4 separate regions of the Mus musculus genome follow, and regions 2, 3 and 4 are each linked to region 1. Evidence: chromatin contacts called from public HiChIP or PLAC-seq and promoter capture Hi-C data. All regions are on one chromosome and are shown on one strand. Each heading gives the region's core, a stretch centred on a gene start, on an enhancer-like site or on the middle of the called end of the contact. The rest is flanking DNA. Distances are from core to core; before and after follow the strand shown. Region 1 has its middle 23 kb from the start of Suv39h1. Region 2 holds the start of Timm17b (translocase of inner mitochondrial membrane 17b). Region 3 holds the start of Pcsk1n (proprotein convertase subtilisin/kexin type 1 inhibitor). Region 4 overlaps Ftsj1 (FtsJ RNA methyltransferase homolog 1 (E. coli)).

Region 1 (5,532 bases), core at 2,669-5,168:
GACTAAACAATTTGGATATAATCCCCCCAAATTAAAATAGCTCATTTACTATAATATTACCCTCACACACATAACTCAGCTTAGAAGCTTTTCATACTGTGATATGTGCATACCAATTGTTTAGAGATCACAAATTCTAGGGTACCCATAAAACATTCAAAACCCTCTCAGTCTCACCCACACCCATGCGCAGAGAGTGTAGCTTCACCACTGGAAACACAGTGTGTAGCTGAGCTCACAGTGTCTGTAGATCTATACTACCAGTCATGTAGACACATTGAAACCCAGAACAGCGTGTTCATTTCCTACTTCTGCAATAAGAAGCCACACACAATCTTAGAGCCACACAAGCAGATACTTTGCAAGCTAGGGCAATTGATTAAACAAAGGATACCTTACCCCTTGATAAATGAACGCACTGTCTTGTTCTATTTCGTTTTTGTAACAAAATGTTGGAGGCAGGGTACTTTATACAGAAAACAGGTCTTTTCAGCTCACAATTCTGATGGCCGGAGGTTATGAACAGTATGGGACACTGGCATACTGGTGGAGGCACCTGGCTGACAAAATGCAGCAGCAGCAGCAAAAAGTAGAGAGGGAACTGGCTGTGTGCCTGTGTCCAGAAAGTGCGAAGACATGAAGTAGTCTTGTGTTTGTTTTTGTTTTGTTTGTTTTCGAGACAGAGTTTCTTTGTATAGTCCTGGCTGTCTTGGAACTCACTTTGTAGACCAGGCTGGCCTGGAACTCAGAAATCCACCTGCCTCTGCCTCCCAAGTGCTGGGATTAAAGGCATGCACCACCACCACCCGGCTGTAGTCTTGTTTTATAATAGCCTGCTTCCAGCCTGGTTTTGGGTTCTATCTGTAGAGCAGCAAAAGGAGAAAAAAAGGCAAAGAAGAAAAAAAAAAACCTCAAAATAACCGAGTCAGAGAAGAGAGATCTGACAAGAGAGCGTTCAGGACGGTGGAGCCCTGTGGGGTTCTCTACAAGAACAGAATGAATATGCATTCAAATGGGACTCATTGGGCTGTTCTGGAGGCAGGGACAGGAAGATCTCTGTAGGTTCCAGACTAGTCTAGTCTACATAGCGCACTGGAGGAAGGACAGCCAGGAATACATAGAGAAACCCTGTCCAAGAAAGAAAACGAAACAAAATTAGATTGGCTTATGACTTGGTTTGATGATGGCTGTATCACTCCAGAGAGACAGAATCTAGCAGCTGCTCAGTCCACGAGGCTGCCATATCTCAGTAGTCCCAGTTTGGCACTGAAGGCCTGGAAGATTCTGGAAGAGCTGCTAGTCTTCGGTCTGTACGGGAAACTTGAAAAGGTTGGTTCGACCTAACTAAGGCTGGTTCGACCTAACTATCAGCAAAGTCAACAGCAGGGGCAGAGGTGGAGATAGATATGCCCACAAGAGTGAAGATCAAGGGGCAAAACCAAAAAGCTTGCCTCCCTCCCTCCCTCCTCAGTCATTTAACTGCTACAAGACCGTGCTGCTGGTGTGTGTATGTGTATGTGTGTGTGTGTGTGTGTGTGTGTGTGTGTGTGTGTGTAGTGGGAGGGAGAATGCATGTATATGCATGCTAAGACAAGACAATCTCTTCTAAAATACAGATTCATTCTGTTGGTTCAATTCCCTAGAGAAGCCCTGAAACATCAGGTTTCAGTACCAGAAGTTCTGGAGAAACAGAATCCTGAAGATGAATTTCTCTAGTGGGTGCTGTGGTATCTAGAGCTCTTTCTCCAACTCAAGGAACCTTCCCTGCAGAACATGGAGAGGGCGAGGCTATGCAAAGTAAATCCTTTGATATTCCTGATAGACCTCCTCAGAGCAAAGACTTCCTAGGAAGGCAAAGACAATATTGATGCTGGTGTCTCTGGATAAAATACAGAGGAAAACAATGAGCTCACTGATAAAAGTAGCCAACTCAAGATGCACAGAAACAATCAGAAAGTGAGTCCTGGAAGAAAAAATCTCTCCAGCTGCCACAGAGCCCAAGTTGCTGAAAAACAGACCCAAGCAGAGGATGTATATGGCCTTTCCTCTCCACTGCACCCCCCGCCCCAATGGAGCCAGGAGTGACTTTCCTTGAAGGAGACAATCAGGCAGATGTCTCTATGTTTTGTTCACCACTGCCTCTAGACCTGTAACAAGGGCCTAGATGTGAGAAAGTGAGGTCCTCAGGGAGGTGGAGGACACCAAGAAAGAACTTAAGAGATTTGCTAATTTCATTCAAGCAGCGGTCTGAGCATAGGTAATGGTGGACAGAACATGAACCTGGATCAGGCTGAGTTTATCAGTATGGGCCCTCTATGCAGAGATTCTAGGTTTAATATCGAAGCTCAGTATTAAAAGGTGCCAAGAGTTGATTTGATTGGTTGGCCCAGAGATGATAGCCTACTGAGGAGGAACTGGAGGAGCTTGGTATCTTTTGACTAAGTGTTGAGAAAAGGATTCTAAGGCTCAAATAAATTGAAGTGTTGGAAGTGGCTTTGTTGTTTAAAACCTAGTCCTCTACGGGTGTGGAGGCTTAATCTCAGCACTCAGGAGGTGGAACTCTGCGAGCCCAAGGCCAGCCTAGTCTACAAAGCCAGTCTTCCAGGAAAGCCAGGGTAGTTATACAGAGAAACCCTGTCTTAAAAACAAACAAATAAAACCAAAGAACTCTAGTCCTCCACAAGGCAGAGCTCTGAAGACATACTCTTCTTAATACCATCAAAGGTTTGTTTTTCTAGTTAGACCCCAAGAATAGCAGGGGCCAAAGGGACAGCACTAGTCACCAAAGGCAAGGTACAAGGAAAGGACTGTTTTCTTTTGTTTTTTTAAGATTTATTTTAAGCTGGCGATGGTGGCGCATGCCTTTAGACGAGGCCAGCCTGGTCTACAGAGTGAGTTCCAGGACAGCCAGGGCTATACAGAGAAACCCTGTCTCGAGAAACCAAAAAAAAAAAAAAAAAAGATTTTATTTTATATAGATATAGAACTACACTGTGGCTGTCTTCAGACACACCAGAAGAGGGCATCAGATCCCATTACAGATGGTTGTGAGCCACCATGTGGTTGCTGGGAATTAAACTCAGGACCTCTGGAAGAGCAATCAGTGCTCTTAACCTCTAAGCCTTCTCTCCAGCCTCCACATTTATAAACTTTTATAAAGGAGCTTTTATAAAGGAAAAGATTGGGGCTGACTTACAGTTTCAAGAGTTTAGTCCATATGGCAGGAAGCATGGTGGCCGGCGTTTGGCAGATGTGGTACTAGAGGAGCTGAGGGGAGAGTTCTACAACCTTATCAAAGTTTGAGCACTTGCTGGGCGTGGTGGCGCACACCTTTAATCCCAGCACTTGAGAGGCAGAGGCAGGTGGATTTCTGAGTTCGAGGCCAGCCTGGTCTACAGAGTGAGTTCCAGGACAGCCAGGGCTACACAGAGAAACCCTGTCTCGAAAAAAACAAAACAAAACAAAACAAAAACAAAAACAAAAACAAACAAACAAACAAAAAAAAGCATTTGAGACCTCAAAACTTGCCCCTACAGCAACATCTTCACCCAAGATGCCACACCTATATTGGGTGGTGGTTTGTGCACTGTGTATTCAGATGCTGATTGCTGTGCACAGAGCTCCCCGGGCAGTCCAGAGATGAGCATTGTCATGCTATTTGGAGCATCTCCAGTCTCAGGAATGTGTAAAGATTCTTTTCCACAGCTCGTATTGATTAATAAAGAGGTGATTTTGCTTATAGCTGGGCAGGACATCCCATCCCAGTCTGGGGGTCCCAAGCCAAAAGAGGGGGGAAGGAAGAGAAAGGAGAGAGGAAGAAGAGAAAGAGGGACAAGTTGAACTCACCTTGAGGTGCAATGAGAGAGCAGCCATGAGGACACAGGGAATAGAGCAAGGTGGGGAAAGCCTCCGATGTGGGTAAAGGGCCATGTGGCTGGGAAGTAGGCAGCCTCAGAGGATTAGAATAGAGGAGAATCTGCCCAGCAGAGTGCCTACAGCTTGTTAATAAATTTATTACGTTCCTGTGTCATTTATTCAGGAGCTAAAATGGGCTAGAGCACGTGCACTAAAACCCCATCCTTACTCCAGAGCAAAAGTGGGGAAGACAAGCCCCCAGAATTACTATGCTACACACCTACTCTAACAAAACCACACCTCTTAGTAGTGCCACTCCCTATGGGCACATGGGGGCCATTTTTATTCAAATTGCCACAGAGATGAACCCCAGAGCCTAGACTCCCTAGTCCCCCCCAAATTTAACAAACTTCAAGTAGTATGGTATACCACATTATCATGAAACAAAACCCCACAACATTACAGTCCCCACATCTTGATAAAAAACACAGAATGATTAAAGCAACTTAAAATTTTGGGATATATACTCATAAGGAGCTAAGAGTACCCCAGTTCTAGGATACTGTCTATCTTAGTTGGAATTACTATTACTCTGATGAAACACCATGACCAAAAGCAACTTTGGGAGGAAAGGGTTTGACTTACACTTCCACATCACTGCTCATCATTGAAGGAAGTCAGGACAGGAACTCAAACTGGGCAAGAGCTGATGTAGAAGCCATGGAGAGGTGCTGCTTACTAGCTTGCTCCTTACTGCTTACTGTTGCTCAGACTGCTTTCTTATAAACCCAGGACCAGTAGCCGAAGAATGTCCCCACTAACAGTGAGCCCTCCCTCATTAATCATTAATTAATTTCTTAATTAAGAAAATGTCCTATCGCCGGTGGTGGTGGTGGTGGCGCACGCCTTTGATCCCAGCACTTGGGAGGCAGAGGCAGGCGGATTTCTGAGTTCAAGGCCAGCCTGGTCTACAAAGTGAGTTCCAGGACAGCCAGGGCTACACAGAGAAACCCTGTCTCAAAAAACCAAAAAAAAAAAAAAAAAGAAAGAAAGAAAGAAAAGAAAAAAGAAAATGCCCTATCAATTTACTTACACTCTGATCTTCTAGAGGCATTTTCTCAAATCTGTAACTTCAACCCTTATTTTTTTAAAGACATATTTATTTATTATATATACAATGTTCTGTATGCATGTATGCTTGCACACTAGAAGAGGGTAATAGATCTCACTATAAATGGTCGTGAGCCACCATGTGATTGCTGGGAATTGAACTCAAGTCAGTGTTCTTAACTGCTGAGCCATCTCTCCAGCCCTCAACCCTTATTTTTAATGATGGTTCTCAGACACTTTAACCTCCCTTGTAGTCCACCACCAACCAGAGGTAATGGGAAAGAAAGGATATGGGGAAAGTGGACCTGTTTAGAAATGGCTCTTTGGAGCAACTTCCATCTGTGTTGTCGGAAAATCAGTAGTTCAGTTCCCAGGTTAGCAGCAGCAGCAGCAGCGTGATCCACTCGCAAACACTTCACAGATACACCAGCAGTCCAGTACGGTAGAGTCGGTACAGCAAACAGGAATCAGCAGCGGGTGGCACTAGCTAGCAGAGCCAGCCAGGCCTCAGCCTCGGCACAAGTCAGCAAGAGGGATCTGGAGGAACGCTGGGAGTTCTTAGCTGTA
Region 2 (5,605 bases), core at 1,356-3,855, 150 kb after region 1:
TGCTTGCTACCAAATCCAATGAGCCTTCTATCTTCAAGGGGTGGGGCTCAAAGGAAAGGTATTATATTACTCTCTCCTTCAACTTAAAGGTTCTTTCTGCCAGGCAGTGGTGACGTACGCCTTTAATCCCAGCACTTGGGAGGTAGAGGCTGGCAGATTTCTGAGTTTGAGGCCGGCAGCCTGGTCTACAGGGTGAGTTCCAGGACAACCAGGGCTATACAGAGAAACCCTGTCTCAAAAAATCCAAAAAAAAAAAAAAAAAAAAAAAAAAGAAAAAGAAAAAGAAAAAAAAAAGGTTCTTTCTGCCCAACTCCTGTCATTTTCCTGTATAGAGGATTTTTTGAGGGGGGGTGGGGGAGACAGGGTTTTTCTGTGTAGCCCTGGTTGTCCCAAAATTCACTCTGTAGACCAGATCTGGCCTCAACTCACAGATCTGACTGCCTTTACCTCCCAAGGGCTGGGATTAAAGGTGTGTGGCACCACCATCCATATAGAATTTTATCCCAAAGACTGTCTTGTGGTAAAATCTACGGTGTATACACATTGAAAATTTGATGCTAACCCTTTTCTTTTTATTCTAATTCTAAGGATGGAACTGTGGGCACCCCACACACACATACACACCCACCCACTTGCTTAAATCAACTGTTCTACCACTGAGCTAAATACTTCTAGCCCCTAAGACTGTTTCTGACAGTACAGTATTTCCAGAGTTCTAGCTGGATAGTTGAAGAACAGAATCCCTCAAACCCTAAATCCAGAAGCCAGGCCCAACACACAGTAGGTGAACAATCAACAGAATGTTCAGTATGCTCAGAGCAGTACTCCTATGTCAGCAAGACCGCAGATTCCCACACCACTGGAGGAAGGCCCAACTCACAACAGGGGCATTGCGGAAGCCCTTGATAGCCTGGAAGACTCCACCACCAATGACACCCATGGTGAAAGCTCCACCGCAATCATCCACAATTCGCCATGGGCTGCAAGCAGGAAGGAAAAGATTGGGTTAATGTGAGACCCTGCCCTGCTTGGAGAACCAAACAGGGAAGCTCAGGACTGATGCAGAACACCTTAGATGACAACAAATTAGTTCTGACACTTTTTATATTCCCCAGAAAGCCAGAAAGGAAAACCAGATGTGTTTCTGCACACCTGTGATCAACACTTGGAAGGCTGAGACAGGAGGATCACAAGTTGGCAGTCCAACTTGGGCTCTAAATGGAGACCCTGTCCCACAAAGAAAGTTTGTGCCTTTTAATACCAGCACTCTGAGGTCAGAGGTCAGCCTAGTCTAGTCAGTTCGAGGCCAGCCAGGGTTCTATAGTGAGATACTGTCTCAAAACAAACAAACCCCAAAAGAAAAGGTTTGTAAATCTATCTGTGGTACAAAAGTGAGAAAACAATTTGGGATGGGGGAGGTGTCTCACCACATAGCCTTGCAACGATGGGTTTACTACTGGCAGAGCAGTGCTCTTGATTACAAGCAAGCGTCAATACAACTGTTTTTGTCATTATCAAAAATCAAATGGCTTTGGAATCTAGGTCCCCTGTCCCCCACAATCTGTCTCTTGCTTAAATCAACTACTCTACCACTGAGCCCCTATGACTGTTTCTGACAATACAGTATTCTCAGAGAGTTCTACGTGAAACTAGATTTGAAGAACAGAGTCCCTCAAATCCTAGAACCAGGAGCCAAAAACAAAATGGTTTTTGTTACTATCAAAAATCAGTAAGAGTTGTCATGTGCCTGGCAGGGGTGGTTCACGCCTTTAATCCCAGAACTTGGGGGGCAGAGGCAGGAGGATTTCTTAGTTCAAGACTACAGAGTGAGTTCCAGGACAGCCAGGGCTACACCACAGAGTAACCGTGTCTGGGAGGGGGGGGGGGGAGTTGTCGTGTCAGGCTTCAATAGTGTTAACTAGCAAACGTTATTTAAGTAAAATATAAACAGGGTGACTGACACTCGGTTCGACACAAAAAGCACGTCCAGAGAAACCCTTGTGTCCTTTTAAAACCTAAATCGGACAAATCAAAAGACCGTGCGGAAAAGCCAGGTGCCATCTGGCTTAGCCCACAGTGAGTTCACACATGCCCTATCCTATGTCAAAAGCCAGCCTGAGAAAAGCGACACGAAGAAACCCTGTGGATATTGGCTCCACGCCTCTCCTCCCTCACCGCCGGAATGGATCTGCCCAGCGTTTCTCTTTTGGCTCACAAAGGGGGTCTAGGAGAAGAGCCAGGGCAACAGTGCGATAGTTTGTCCCACACCGCACATACTGGGACACTCCACGGTGGCGGTTTTTTGACGAAGTCCGAGTGGGAGGGGCCATGCCGGATGCGCAGAGGCAGTGAAGTTTCCGAGCCTCCCGGGTCAGGGACTTGACACTGCAGCCCCTGCCTTCCCCGCCCGCCTCCCGTTGTCCGCCTGAGCGTCGCGCGGACTGTCCCGAAGCCTGTGCCCATCGCCGTACCAAGGTTCGCGAGCGTACTCCTCCATGGCGCCAGAGTCCGGCCTGGCGCAGTCGGTGGCGCGGGCGAGACACTCCCCCCGTCCCCCTCCCGCTCCGAAACGCCCACAAGCTCTGAGGCGCTGTACGTAGACCAAGGGAACAATTGGTTCTTCTCTGCTTACGTAAGGCCAACGGCGCGCTCTTATTGGCTAGCCAGAAGGGCCACATCCGTTCCATGTAAGCGTCGGATGCGACCAGTTAATTGCACCTGGGGAGAGTCGAGGAGCCTGTTGTGCTTTAAACCAAGAGCCCTTCGGTGTTGGTAAGCACTGTGCCAATGAGGGAGAGGAGGGTAAGGAGATAGACTTTGACTAATCGCACAGTTGTACTGGTAAGGCTGGGGTGTAAGCTTTCTTTTAAAGCTGGAGATGGCGTTGGCATTGTATCTCCCCCATCCTAGCGCCTTGGTTCCGCCCACCGTGCGGACTTTGAGGAACGTTGGGTGATCCCATTTCTGGGTTGCGGGTGTGTGGCACTTGGTCCCTTGGGTGATGGGTGGAGCCTTGGTCTAGAGAGGAACTGGGTCTTTGGTCCATCCGGTCTCCAGTGCCTGGGTCCGGAGAGTTCTGCTGATCCTAATTCTGGCCATATTGCTACATATCTCTTTTATCTTTTAGCACGCATTTTTGTTCTCTTCCAGCTACTGTTGCAGTTACGTAGGTGTGTGTGTGTGTGTGTGTGTGTGTGTGTGTGTGTGTGTGTGTGTGTGTGTGTGAACACACGCGTGGTTACTGGCTATCCAGATTGAAATGTTAATCAGATCTGCCCTTCAGTACTGTCTTGTCTGTTTCTAGGTCTGGTCAGCTACCCACTATGCCGCTTCCTGTTGCGCTGCAGACCCGCTTGGCGAAGAGGGGCATCCTCAAACATCTGGAGCCGGGTGAGAAAACTAAAAGCAGATGCATCTATCATGTGCCAGTGTTAATAGACGTTCTGCTGTTTATTCTATTCTTTATTCCCCCTTTTCTCCGCCCCCTCCCGCCCCTGTCGAACCTAGGTGTTTGCTAAGTAAGTGCTCTGCCATCTTCTGCCGTCCTAGTGTGCATCTTCCCCCGCCCCCTTGTACTGCTGGGGTTAGACCAGAGCTCTTGGATGCGCTCTATTGAAGTATATCTCCTTGACTGGCACCTTGGTTTTGATACTTGGTATCTTGCATGGCCTGGCAGGCATCTCGTTGTCAATATAATTTTTTCTGATATTCATTACTTCTTCGTGGTTGGTGGGTGCTGTGTGAAGTGTAAGGCTGGAGGGATAGCTTTAATTTAAGTCATGAATCAAGTGGACACGGTGGCAGGTACAAATATCTCAGGTACTAAGGAGGCTGAGCTACAAACATGGCTTGAGTCCAGGAGGTCAAGGCCAGACATGGCAATTTGGCAAGACCCAGTCTTCAAAAAATAAAAAACAAATAGACATAAGTATGGTGGCATTCATCTGTAGTCCCCAGCATGGCTGGGGCAGGTAAAAGGGATCACAGGAGACAGCCTGGTTTACATACTGAATTCTAGGCCAGATATACATGTGTCTGTGTGTGTATGTACACATGTATATATGTGTATATATATGTGTGTGTATCAGAAAATAAGTAAAATAAACCCATGACTGCATGGTATTTAACTAATTAATGTTTGAGACATGGTCTCATTCTGTACTTCTGGCAGGCCTGGGACCCATTCTGTATATCAGGCTGGCTTTGCATTCATCAAGATCTGCCTGTCTCCGCTTTCCTAATGCTAGGATTAAGGGTCCAAAAAGGCATCTGATCTATCCTGCAGTCTCCTATGTGCCAAATACAGTGACAGGATGCTGATGCTCTATGTTTACCTCAGCAGAGGTACTTGGGTGATGGGCACCATAACCATTAACATTTATTTAAGGCTGCCTAAGTGCCTGGCACGTATGATATGCTAACAGTCAAAAAAGATGATCTGGGGGCTGGAGAGATGGCTCAGCAGTTAAGAGCACTGACTGCTCTTCTGAAGGTCCTGAGTTCAAATCTCAGCAATCACATGGTGGCTCACAACCATCTGTAATGAGATCTGATGTCCTCTTCTGGAGTGTCTGAAGACAGCTACAGTGTACTTACATATAATAAATAAATAAATAAATCTTTAAAAAAAAGATGATCTCTTAATAAGATTTACTGTATTACTAGGTGCTAATTATACATTATTGCCAATAGTAATAAAGTGGGGCATGAGTTTTGACCTATATGGTGTGCTAGGCACTGGAAAAGTACATCATATTATTGTATGGACAACTGACATCTATTACAAGACTACTTTGTGCCAGACATAGACTTTGTGCCTAACAGTACTAATAATGACCACTGATATTTGTTTTCTTGGGGGTGTTAGGATATGAATCCAGGGCTTCAGGCAAACCCCATATCATTAGTGTTTCTTTTAAATCTTTTTGAGTACTGAGCCCACTGCTGATAGTGTTTATTAGCAATATGGACAATCATACCTGACATCTCTTTTGGTGTCACTATGATGTTGTAGGCACATGCATTTTATTGTTAATTATACCCAGAGCTTAAATCTGTTATGTGCTTACTGATGGCCAGGCACTGGGCTGATAAGAGACACCATCTTTATTCTACTATCACTAGATGTCTGCTGCAAGCTTGCTGTATATCCGCCCCTAGGAATAGAGTCAAAGCAATGTTTACATCAATTCCTTGTTATCCAATATTCATGAGCCAGAAACCCATTGAAGTTCAGGATATGGATAGATTAGCCATTATTTTAGGCAACCCCCCTACTGTTCCAAGCCATTTCATTGAAATACGTTGGGATAATACAATGCCACATGGTATCTGAACTCAGGAATTGATTGGATATCAAATTTTTGAAGATTATCAACGCTGAGCATGTACTTCTGTCTTCCCTGCATGGTGGTGTAGATGTGAGTGGTCAGTCATGTCTCCATGCCTGAGAATAGGAGGAGAACCCCCACACACACACCATCACTATCGGGTAATTCAACTGCTTTTCTCCTTCCCCATTCTTCCAGAGCCAGAGGAAGAGATTATTGCTGAAGACTACGATGATGATCCTGTTGACTATGAGGCCACCCGGATAGAGGGTCTG
Region 3 (5,946 bases), core at 1,064-3,563, 130 kb after region 1:
CTCTCCTCGGGGCACGGCCCGACGCAAGCGGAGGGGAGTGCTCGTCTCAACCAAGGGCGCGGATGCTGCGCTCAGACTGCGGGGCTCCTGTGAGAAGATGGGGTGAAGGAAAAAAATATCGTCATTGTCTGGCCAGAGATGCACAACTAGGGGTGGGGCTCCATGGATTTTCAATGACCACCTCATTCACTGGGCCCCTCCAAAATTCCTATCGTGTCTAAGGTCCCGGGAAACCCCTAAATATCTCCAAGGGCACTTCAGACCACTAGAACACCTCTAGGATTCACACAATCTCAAAACTTGTCCTGAATCCTCTGGATGCTATGCTGTTACCGTTAGTTTCTTTTCTCTTCTTCGTTTTTTTTGGGGGGGGGGTTGGGGCAGGTGCCAGGTTTGGAATAACACTATAACATTTCTCTGTTGGAAATTAAACTTGCAAAAATAAGCCAGGTGTGGGAGAGTTCACGCCTTTAATTCCCAGCCTACGCAGGCAGATCCCTGAGTTTCAGGCCAGCCTCCTCTACAAAGGGAGCTCCAGGGCAGCCTGGACTACAGAGAGAAATCCTACCTCAAGAAACAAAACAAAATTTTGCAAAAATCATTTTGAAAGAGAAATTGCCTGTGTCTCAAGAGAAGAATGGGTTGGGTGTTACAGTCAGCCTGCAGGATGTAAATTCTTGAAACATCACAGCAGCATTTTTATAACAGCATAAAAGTAGGGGGTGGGGTGAAGGAAAGAACAGCACGGAAATAAACAATGACTTAGTAGGATACTCATGATACACACATGGAAGATGATAATGCGCACCAATAAATTAACTATAACTGTACACTTCAATATAAATGAATCTCACACACACACACAAAGGCAAATTCTAGAATCCCACTGCAGATGACCTAAGTCTATCAAAGCCAAGGACTTCTTAGTGACCCCTAGTGACCATCAGGAAGCAGATGCCTAGCTTGATTGCATTTCTCGGATGTTCCAGAAGCAGGAGGAATGAAACAATGGGTCGTTTAAAGATGAGCTGCAAAGCAAAGAACGGACTCAATGGGTGGAAAATAGAAGGTAATGCCTATGGGGGGCGCGAGGCTATCAAATGGTTTTAAAAATTCTCCTCTGATCTCTCAACAGCTTTGAAGAGGTAGAGGAGCAAGCTGCTCCACGTGCCCTTGATCAGCACCCACCACTCTCAGCGCCGGGGAAATCACCCACCAGCAATCCCTACACACACACACACACACACACACAGCCCTTAAAATGTCACACATTTTAACCCAACACTGCCATATCCACTGCGAGAAGTGGTCTTTTTTTCGTGCCTGTGTGTACATTCCTGTTGGCGAAATGATCTTCAGTTACTCTACCTGAGCCAACCAAGGACATGCATCGTCTTTAAAAACACAATGCAGAGACATCATGGCTTCTTTCCCTGCAATGACACAGCTCCACAAAGAAGAAGAAGAAAAAAAAGGAAACTGTCTCGTGGATGCACGTAGAAGAACCCAAGTACTCAGTTTACCCAAGCCACCATGAAATATGTACCCCAAGGTACAAGGACCACTCCTTCTAAAATAAAAACAAATGAACACAGAAACACACAAGTACACAGAAAGATACGCCCATATACTACGTCACCACCCATAAGAATTCACAAATATACACACTGTACCACTAAGAAAGCAACCAGGCCCGCAAAAAGTCAACCAGAAGCATCCCTAGTATTGTAGGGCATTCAGGGGCAGTCAAACCAAAGGTCACACTGAAAAGAAACAATGCCTATACACTTCGGTCATCACATCACAGGCTTAGATATCTTTTCTGAATACACCCTAGTGCCACGGACAGCTCCACGGGCCACCCGTGGATCGAGATTAAACCAGGCCCCAGATGCTGAGGGATGGGCAGGGCGCCCTGAACAACATCATCCTCACATCCTGAAACTGCCCCTGGCCTGCGCGGGGCTGTCAGCTGCAGGCCAGGTCACCCTAGCCAAGCCCTATGCGCATACCTGTGAAAATACCTCATTAACACTTTCCCCCATCTTCCTCCCCACCCCACCCCCACCCCCTGCTGACTGAGGTCGCACCTTCACGGGCCTCGCTGACAGGGTGGGGGGCAGCCTCAGAAGGCCCAAGAGCAGCAGCACCAAAATGCCGACGCCCCCGGCCCGCGGCCCGCAGAGCAGCGGCGACCCCGCCATGCTGCCCCAACGAGCCGGGCTCCGGACGGGCGGACTGGCTGTCAAGTGCGCAGCGATGGGTATTAGGCACAGCAGCAGCGCTCTGCGGCTGCGCACATCCAGGAGCCTGCCCCCTCCCCGCGTCCCCGTCCCCCCCACTCCCGCCCCACTGTCTCCTACTGTACGCAGGCGCAGAATTAGGGCTCTGGCCTTCTCTTCATCCTGCGCATCGCCATGGAGATGTCCAAGGGGCAAAGTGGAGAACAGAAGTCTGCACTGGCGGTTGCCATGGCAGTATAAGGGCAGTTGCTAGGGCAATAGACCTTGCTGTTGAATTACCAGACAGACAAGGGAAATTGACTCAGTGGGCTGAAATCAGGCTCTGGTCTCTGTCCTTGGGGAGACAACAGACTATACTCTTGTTTGATGGATAAACAATTACTGGCTGCATGCTGTGGACCACGATGTTCACAGAGAAATGAACCCAGATGACATGGCCACTGGCAGCTCAGTTCATATTGCTATGGATTAGCCTCATGCCAGAATAAAGCTATTACTAACAACTGCAACCTCAGAATGACACTTAAAGATCTACAGGCGTGATATTAAGTAGGAGCTTACTAAATGCTCCCTTCATTTCATTTCTCTCACTGTGCTCTCGTTTCCACAGGTATTCTGTGGCAATTGTGCACCCCTACTCACACACAACAAATATGTAAATGTTTTTTAAATGATACAACAAAAGGTTGAAAGAGCCAGGCCTAGTGGCACAGGCTTGCCATCCCCAACCACTTGGGAGGCTAAAGAAGAAGGTTCTCCACTTCAAGGCCTGTCTGGACTACATCTAGTTCAACAGTCTAGGGATGTAGTTCATCTGGTACAGTTTTTGCCTAGCATATACAAAGCCCTAGGTTTGATTCTGGGCACCCCATAAACTGGGTGTGGCAGTGCAGCCCTCATCTATGATGTAGCCTTCTTTTTTCCTTTGAACAGTTCTCTACATAGCCCCGTGGCTGTCCAAGAACTTACTATGTAATCTAGGCTAGCCTTGAATTGACAGAGATGTGCAGATCTGCCTCCTGAGGGCTGGGATTAAAGTCATAAAATGCTGTGCCCCACACAAAGCAGGCTCTAGACCAGCAAAAACACACAAATAGTTTAAGGCCAGCCTGTACAATGTAATGAGATCCTATCGCAAAATCAAAAGTGAAAAGGGGGATTTGAGTGGGTAGCTCCATCAAAGGGGTCTTGCCCAGCACGAATCCCCAGTGGGGCAAGAGGGAAGGGGGCTGGAGAGAGAAGCCCAAGCTCTGCGGTAAAGCATAAACACGAGTTCCATGCCACCACCATAGGAAGAGACAAAACGTCCCCAACCCAGGAATGGTTGGCACATTCCTGTAACCTTCCTTGGTACCAGGAGGCAGAGGCAGGAGGGTCATAAGTTTAAGGTCAGTTTGGGCCACACAGGGCGTTCAAGGATATCTAGCAGCTAGATAATGTCTCAATCAGGAGAGGTAGAGCGGGATAGAGATTATTCGTAGAGCACGTTCATGCTTGGAGTTCACCAAGAAAAATAGAAATAAAACAAATAAATAAACCATCAGCTGGGCGTGCTATCACTGGCCTTTAATCCCAGCACTCAGAAGGCAGAAGCAGGCAGATCTCTGCTGAGTTCCTGGTCAACCTGGTCTACATAGAAAGTTCCAAAGCTGGGCTGGAGAGATGGCACAGTGGGTAAGAGCACGGTCGTGAGTTCAATTTCCAGCAACCGCATGGTGGCTCACAACCACCCGTAATGAGATCTGATGCCCTCTACTGGTGCATCTGGAGACAGCTACAGTGTACTCACATATAAACAAACAAATAAATAAATGTATGTTAAAAGAAAGAAAGAAAGAAAGAAAGAAAGAAAGAAAGAAAGAAAGAAAGAAAGAAAGAAAGAAAGAAAGAAAGAAAGTTCGTTCCAAAGCAATCTGGGCTGCAAAGAGAAACCATGTTCTTAAAGAACAGCCAAACAACAACCACAAGAACCCAAAACACTGGAATGATCCATCAAAGACTGGGAATGTAGCTCACTAGTGAAGCATTTCTATAGCTGGATTTGAACATCAGCACCAAACCCAGAGGATTCTGATAAAATCAGTGTGTGTATCCCAAAGGGGGAAACCCTGGAGAGGGCAATGCTGACAGTGCGTCGTTCTGGATACAGAACCAGTGGTTGCTATATCTTCCTTTACTGGAAAATAAAGTTATGATTAGAACACGCTGCTGCAAAAATCTATATATTTTCATTGAGAATTAAAACTAAAAAAAATAAAGTGAAATTAAAACAACATATGATGACATGGCATAGATTAAATGTGAAGGAGAGCCAGGCATAGTGGCATACCCCTTTTATCCCAGCACTCAGGAGGTAGAAGCAGGAAGTTCTGTTAATTCAAGGCCAGCCTGGTCTACGTAGAGAGTTTCAGGTCAGCCAGTGCTACGCAGAGAGACCCTGTCTCAAAAACTAAAAACTAAAAACAAGTAAAATAAATAATAAAAGTGAAGCAAAGAGCCAGTCCACTGGTGCACTCCTGTAATTCCAGCACTTGGGGAGCTGAGGCTGGCGGATAGTGAGTTCCAGCACAGCCTAGAATGTATACAAGACCCTATCTAAAAGAAAAAAATGGGCAAAAGAAAGATGCACCTCTGTGGTCTAAGGCATAGATAGCTGATCTGTTGATTTGTCTGTATGTTCCCAGGATCACAGATGACAACACAATGCAAATCCTTTCCTGGCTACTTTTATGAAAGTCTGGCTTGGTCATACACAGCTGTAATACCAGCCCTTGGAAGGCCAAGGCAGAAGGACTGGTGCTGTTGCAAGTCTATGGCTAGTTAGATTTACATAAGAGCAAGGCCAGCCAGAACTGCATAGGAGACTCTGCCTCAAATCACATACAAAAAAAAAAGTGTATTTCTTTATGGACCTGAGGATTAAACACCAATATAACAGACACACACTTGAGATGGCTTCCATTTCCCCCACCTCTTGGTGTCCATGTCTTTTACTTATATAATCTAGTCCCATCGAGTGTATATGTGACTACAAGTAGCAGGTTATATGTAACAAACGTATATATTAACGATAAGATGAAATAACCCTTTGCTAAGGAGACTCCTAACTTGATAAGGCAAGCAGCCACTGGGGTATCTTGTTTTTTGTTTTTGTTGTTTGTCTGTTTTTTGAGACAGAGCTTCTCTGTTGTAGCCCTGGCTGCCCTGGAACTTGCTCTTTAGGACTTATGGCATCTTAAATAGCAAAGGTTACAAGCTCTCTGGCTGGACTATAGGAGCTAAGGCATAATGGGCTAAGGATTCCTTGGGCATCCAGTAGGAAACTGAAGCTCTCCTTTCTATATGTTTTATAATTCTAAAGACCTTGGAAGTGACTACTTTCCTGGTTGTGCCTCAGATGATACTGTAGTCCCAACCAATACTGTGACTCCACTTTGAGAGAATCTTAGTAGGAAACACAACTAAGTCAGCCCTGACTTCTCTTCCTCCCTTCCTCCCTCCCGCCCCCCATCCATCTCGGGAGGGGTGGGAATGGGGTCCAAGGCTTTGAACATATTAAGCAAATGCTTTCCTATTGAGCCCCAATTTCCCATCCCAGCCCTAAACCCTTACTTCTGACCTCCCTTCCCCGCCCCCCCCAAAAGACCCTGCCTATTTACTATTGTTTGTTGCTTCGTAGTCCTGGGGATGCAACCTAAGGTTT
Region 4 (5,402 bases), core at 1,382-3,881, 190 kb before region 1:
GTAATTCTGATTCCAGGATATCAGGTGCTTTCTTCTGCCCTCCATATTTACCAAGCACACATGAAATGCATTTACATACATGTATGGAGGCAAGACAGTCATACACATAAAATGAACATAAATAAAATCTTTTTTTTTAAACTGAAGCAGGCCAGGTGTGGTGACACAGGCCTTTGACCCTAGTACATAAGCGACAGTCCAGCCTAGGCTACATAGTAAGACCCCGTCTTAAGCAAAACAAAAACAAACCAAACTCCAAAGCGGGTGGGCTGTATGTCAGTGATGGGGCTTGCCCGGGGAAGGATCCAGAGATGAAGTAGAAGGAAAAGACTCCCTGCCAAGCCCAATGGCCAACCAGTTTAATCCTTGTAACCCATACAGTAGAAGGAGAACTGACTCCCCAGCATTGTTGTCGGCACTTGCACACGTATACAAAATAAATAACTGTAAAAGAAAATTTTTAGACAAATTAGTTCTTTTAAAATTGAGGGGTTTTCCCCTTTTTATATTATTTATTTATTTTATGTACATGAGTACACTGTAGCTCTCTTCAGACACATCAGAAGAATCAGACCCCATTACAGGTGGTTGTGAGCCACCATGTCGTTGCTGAGAATTGAACTCAGGACCTCTGGAAGAGCAGTCAGTGCTCTTAACCGCTGAGCCACCTCTCCAGCCCAACAAATTAGTTCCTGAATGCCTATGGCCCTCCTGTTCAGTCCTTGCCTGGTCACAGTGAGGAGCTACACAGCAATGAGAATGAAGTACTACTTGTAGTTAACCTTTGACACGTGTGGGTTTTTTTAAATATATATATACATTTCCCTTTATGTTAGAGTTTGCAGGAAAAATCAAACTAATACAGCCCAAAAGCTGCTGCCTGCCAAGACAACTAGAAGCTGGCTTGATGAGTTTGTTTGCAGATGTCATCTATGGGGACTGAACAGACCGACCTAGAGTGAGAATCTATAACACCTCCATCATGACAAAGAAATGGTGAAGAAGTCCTCAGAACTGCAGGAAGGATTTGTTGAGACTGTGAGCACATTCCTCTTCTCCAAACCTCTCCTGGAATGTCCTAGAAGGCCCAGGAATTCCCCCAAAGCACTGGTTCTTCCTATGGTCAAACGTCAGCAACCTCCACCAAACATGATGGAGGAAAGCGTGAATGTTGTCACTATGACGGAAGTTCAGCTTTAGTCCCAGTTAACAAATATTGGCAATAAATCAAAACAGGAAAAACCCTACATATGCACGTTGCTTACTTTTTTATATGACAGTTCACAGACATCTGAAATACTGCTCATATTTCTCACCACTTTGAATGATAGTTGATTTTATAAATTAATCCTATAATTAGACATCTCATCTATTACCGCATCCCAATTGGGTGATTGGCTGGGCAGGTATTTGTAAGACATCCTCCCATATAGGCTACACCGCCCTTAAAACTCAAAATCCTCCTGTGTCAGTTCCCTGAGTGCTGAGATTACAGGCCTGTGCCACCAAACCTAGCTACTGTCTTCCAGTTTTATTCAAATGTAAGGTGATAACTGTATTTCAGCATAGTCTGCTTTCCTCATCATTCAGACGTGTTTGTGTGCATATGCAGGTGTGCCTTCAAAGACGTCCTGTGATGGGCTGAGGATGCGGATGCGGTAGGTAGGTCCTTGCCTCGTATGCATAAGGCCCTGGGTTCCAATTTCACTAGCACACACACAAAGCCTGATAGTTGGATGTAGTACTACCACCACCTATAGTCCTAGCTACTTGGGTGCCTAAAATGAAAACCCTCAAGCCTAGAACTGCAAGGCCAATGTGGACAGTATAGCTAGGCCCTTTTCAAAAACAAAACAAAGCAAAACAAAAGGTGAAGCCAAATGTAGTAGTACTATAATCCCAGATTTCCAAAGGATTTCTCAAACAATTTTTGCTCTAGTTTTGCTTTATTTTGTTGAGAAAGGGTCTCATGTAGCCAAGGCTGGCCTCAAACTCACTGTATACCCAAGAATGACATTGAAATACAGATCCAAGCTGAGCGTGGTGGCGCACGCCTTTAATCCCAGTACTCGGCAGGCAGATTTCTGAGTTTGAGGCCAGCCTGGTCTACAAAGTGAGTTCCAGGACAGCCAGGGCTACACAGAGAAACCCTGTCTCAAAAAACAAAAAAACAAAACAAAAAAAAAACAAAAAAAAAAAAACAAAGAAACAGAGATTCTCCCTCCCATCCGTACCTCCCAAGTCCACATTAAAGGCATGTTTCGCGATGCCTGATTTTACCAGACCAAAGTTTTTTAGGTTGACAGTCTTTTCTTCACGCTTAGCTAACATGTACAAGTCCTTGAATTGTATGCCCAGCACTACCAGTATAAGCGGGTGTGGGAGGGAGACTTGTTTTCTAGTCTCCCTAGAGCCCGACAGGCAGCAGCTGACATGCACGCCCTAAGCTACAGGGTGCCGTCTTCTGTGGCCTAATCCAATGTCTTTACAAACCCTCGTATTCCTGTGCGCCTGCACTTTGGTCTCTGACCACGCCTCTCTCTGTGATGCCCGGAATGTCTGCACCCCACTCTGTCTAGAGGTGTTCACACTACAATGGTTTAATCCAAGATGATGATTTTCATTCCAATCAATGTGACCACAGGAATGTCCACAGCCCAGGCTATCTGACCTCAGGAATGCATGTCTGGAGGGTCCACAGGAAGGGCATTCAATCACAGATGCTTCTACGCCCACACCCATTGCCACAGCAACTCCGCAGTGCCCGGGAAAGAGCTCCACAAGTGTCCCTGTTCTGGGCTTTGACTCTTAGGAGTTGTATCGGTGGGGCAAGTGATCCAGGCAAAGGAAGGGGAAACCTTGTGCTTGCCCTATTCCATGAGCAGCACGCAGAGATGAGGGATGGAGCTGGAACAGTCAACCTGAGGACCAGTGGTGCGACATGAGATCAGAGAGGGCCTATAGGAGGAGCAAGAAATGCCTGAATGGAACCCAATAGCACAAAAAAAAAAAAAGCTCAAGAATTGAGAATCTGGAGAGATGGCTCCACTTTAAGAGCATTTGTTGGGGCTGGTGAGATGGCTCAGTGGGTAAGAGCACCCGACTGCTCTTCTGAAGGTCAGGAGTTCAAATCCCAGCAACCACATGGTGGCTCACAACCATCCGTAAGGAGATCTGACTCCCTCTTCTGGAGTGTCTGAGGACAGCTACAGTGTACTTACATATAATAAATAAATAAATCTTAAAAAAAATAAAATAAAAAAAATAAAAATTTAAAAAAAAAAAAAAAAAAGAGCATTTGTTGTTCTTGCAGAAGACCTGGGTTCAATTTCCAACACTCTCAAGGTATCTGAAAAACACCCATAACTCCAGCTCCAGGTCTGATGCTTTCTTCTGACCTCCTTGAGCACCAGATATTACATGTAGTATATAAAACAGACAGAAAAAACACACACATATAAGTGAAATACATCTTTAAAGACTGGGTAGATTGGATTACTTAGAATTAAAGGGCTTCTGTGCTCCAGCAGAGTGAACAGACATTCTGTATACAGTGGGAGACAATTTTTGCCAGCTATATACTTCACATAGAGTTAATACCTGGGTGGTGGCAGGGCTCACTGTTAAGCCTAGCTCTTGGGAGCCTGCAGATCTCTGTGATTTGGAGACTAGCCTGGTCTACAGAGCAAGTTTCAGGACAGCCAATGCTACACAGAGAAATCCTGTCTCAATAAAATAAAACAAGCAAACTGAAAGATTATTGGCCATTTGTATTTCCTTTGTTTGGTTTCTTGAGACAGAGTCTCTGTGCAGACCTGGCTGTCCTGGAATTCAATCTATGGACCAGGCTGGTCTCGAACTCACAGAGCTCCACCTGCATGTCTCCCAAGTGCTGGGATTAAAGGTGTGCACCCTCCATATTCGGGCTGCTCTGTATTCATAATAGCAAGAAAATGGTAGTATATTTATACAATAGATTTTTATTCAGCTGTAAAGAGAGATAATTTTTTAAGATTTATTTATTTTTATGTATATGAGTACACTGTAGCTGTACAGATGATTGTGAACCATCTTGTGGTTGCTGGGAATTGAACTGAGGACCTCTGCTCGCTCCAGCCCAAAGATTTATTATATGTAAGTACACTGTAGCTGTCTTCAGACACACCAGAAGAGGGCATCAGATCTCAGTACGGGTGGTTGTGAGCCAGCATGTGGTTGCTGGGATTTGAACTCAGAACCTTCCAAAGAGCAGTCAGTGCTCTTAATCGCTGAGCCATCTCGCCAGCCCCCAGAGATGAAATTTGCAAGAGATATGGTGGCACTGGAAAACACTAAGGCAAGTAAGACAAATATGCCGCCTCCTTTGCACTCCTGTGTGGATCCTAGCTTGCATTAGGTGTGTGTCTCTAAGCCAGAGTAAATGTGGGCAAAGGCTGTGGAAGTGGAAAGGTGTCCATGAGAAGGGGAAAGCTTTGAAAGGCAGAGAGTGGGGAAAGTAACACAGAAGATGGGGAGAGAGGACAGGGAGTGCTTGTGGTGAAAGGGCACAGCGAGGAGGAGGCAGCAATATGCAGACAAGGATGGAAATTAGCCAAAACTAAATGTGAGTGAAAATACCACATTTTAGAAGGAGGTGGGATAGCTGCAGCCCCTTGTAGGCCATAGAAAGGACTGACACTTAGCCACTGGGGCAGGGCTTTGTGCACACAGTGCAGGCATGAATCATTTGGTTGTAACAGACTCCTCTGGCTGTGTGGTGCTGATTACCCAACTTGTTTTTTATTGTGAAAACTCAGAACTGGTCTGGTTGTGGTAGCACACACCTGTAGTTCTAGCCAGTCCGGAAGCAAAAACAGATGCCATCAGCATGTGTTACACAGTGAGATGCTATCTGGAAAAAATATATATCAGCAAGAAAACATACACACGAACACAAAAAACAAACACCAAGAGGTCTGGGGATGTTGCCCAGTTTGTAGGGTGTTGTCTAAAATGCATAAAACTTAAGATTCAGTCTCTAGCACGGCATAAACTTAGCATGGTGGCACATACCTCTGTAACCCCCACACTTGGGGGTGGATGCAAGATCAGAAGTCTGTGGCCAGCCTGGACTACATGTGATACTGTCTTTAATATATAGAACATTCGAGATTCTTGAAACTATAACATTTTTATTTACACAGAATAAAGACTTCTTGGATGCTGCAGAAGTGGTTTAGTAATTAAAAACACATGCTGCTGCTGCTGCTGCTGCTCTGGAAGGCCTGAGTTCAATTCCCAGCACTTACATTGAGCTTCTCGAAACTGTCTGGAAGTCCAGCTCCAGGAGATCCAAACCTCTCCACCTTTTTGAAGGATTTTTTTTTTTTGTCAGAGATTTTTTTTTTAAGATTTATTTATTT

Evidence for each region. Promoter capture Hi-C pulls out the DNA fragments that hold promoters and counts their contacts. HiChIP or PLAC-seq counts read pairs in DNA pulled down with a chosen protein or histone mark.
Region 2: a promoter capture Hi-C map of embryonic stem cells shows a contact between it and region 1. The contact joins the promoter of Timm17b here to the enhancer-like site in region 1. A contact is called at or near these places in 10 of 39 promoter capture datasets (the C10 cell line, the HPC-7 cell line, cranial neural crest and 7 more), 3 of 484 Hi-C or Micro-C datasets (bone marrow-derived macrophages, embryonic fibroblasts and nephron progenitors), 14 of 115 datasets of contacts at active chromatin or transcription factors (the SCID.adh cell line, T-cell acute lymphoblastic leukemia, embryonic stem cells and 6 more) and 4 of 9 other capture datasets (adipose tissue, liver, macrophages and 1 more).
Region 3: a contact with region 1 is called in an H3K4me3 HiChIP or PLAC-seq map of embryonic stem cells, with 5 times the contacts expected there. The contact joins the promoter of Pcsk1n here to the enhancer-like site in region 1. A contact is called at or near these places in 5 of 39 promoter capture datasets (the HPC-7 cell line, frontonasal cranial neural crest, hematopoietic stem and progenitor cells and 2 more), 2 of 484 Hi-C or Micro-C datasets (bone marrow-derived macrophages and embryonic fibroblasts), 11 of 115 datasets of contacts at active chromatin or transcription factors (effector CD8 T cells, embryonic forebrain, embryonic stem cells and 3 more) and 4 of 9 other capture datasets (adipose tissue, liver, macrophages and 1 more).
Region 4: a contact with region 1 is called in an H3K27ac HiChIP or PLAC-seq map of embryonic stem cells, with 3 times the contacts expected there. The contact joins two enhancer-like sites. A contact is called at or near these places in 2 of 39 promoter capture datasets (the HPC-7 cell line and pre-B cells), 1 of 115 datasets of contacts at active chromatin or transcription factors (embryonic stem cells) and 1 of 9 other capture datasets (liver).

Annotation. Positions count from the first base shown.
Region 1 is chrX:8,049,322-8,054,853 of GRCm38.p6, reverse strand. No RefSeq gene overlaps it. Among named protein-coding and RNA genes, the nearest start is that of Suv39h1, 23 kb to the left of the region's middle. Within about 2 kb of position 3,918, at least 8 of the 459 cell types and tissues checked have an H3K27ac peak or open chromatin away from gene starts, as enhancers often do. A contact at or near this core is called in embryonic stem cells, where this site is marked.
Region 2 is chrX:7,896,336-7,901,940 of GRCm38.p6, reverse strand. Timm17b (translocase of inner mitochondrial membrane 17b) reads right to left here and starts at 2,605. Exons shown (of 6, transcript NM_011591.5): 1 at 2,472-2,605; 2 at 881-980. The coding sequence starts at 2,497. Pqbp1 (polyglutamine binding protein 1) reads left to right here and starts at 2,941. Exons shown (of 7, transcript NM_019478.4): 1 at 2,941-3,170; 2 at 3,305-3,390; 3 at 5,529-5,605. The coding sequence starts at 3,324.
Region 3 is chrX:7,916,189-7,922,134 of GRCm38.p6, reverse strand. It overlaps Pcsk1n (proprotein convertase subtilisin/kexin type 1 inhibitor), which reads right to left and starts at 2,313. Exons shown (of 3, transcript NM_013892.3): 1 at 2,091-2,313; 2 at 1-87. The coding sequence starts at 2,204.
Region 4 is chrX:8,236,265-8,241,666 of GRCm38.p6, reverse strand. Ftsj1 (FtsJ RNA methyltransferase homolog 1 (E. coli)) reads left to right here. Exons shown (of 13, transcript NM_001290430.1): 13 at 837-2,999. Among named protein-coding and RNA genes, the nearest start is that of Ftsj1, 13 kb to the left of the region's middle. Within about 2 kb of position 2,631, at least 53 of the 459 cell types and tissues checked have an H3K27ac peak or open chromatin away from gene starts, as enhancers often do. A contact at or near this core is called in embryonic stem cells, where this site is marked.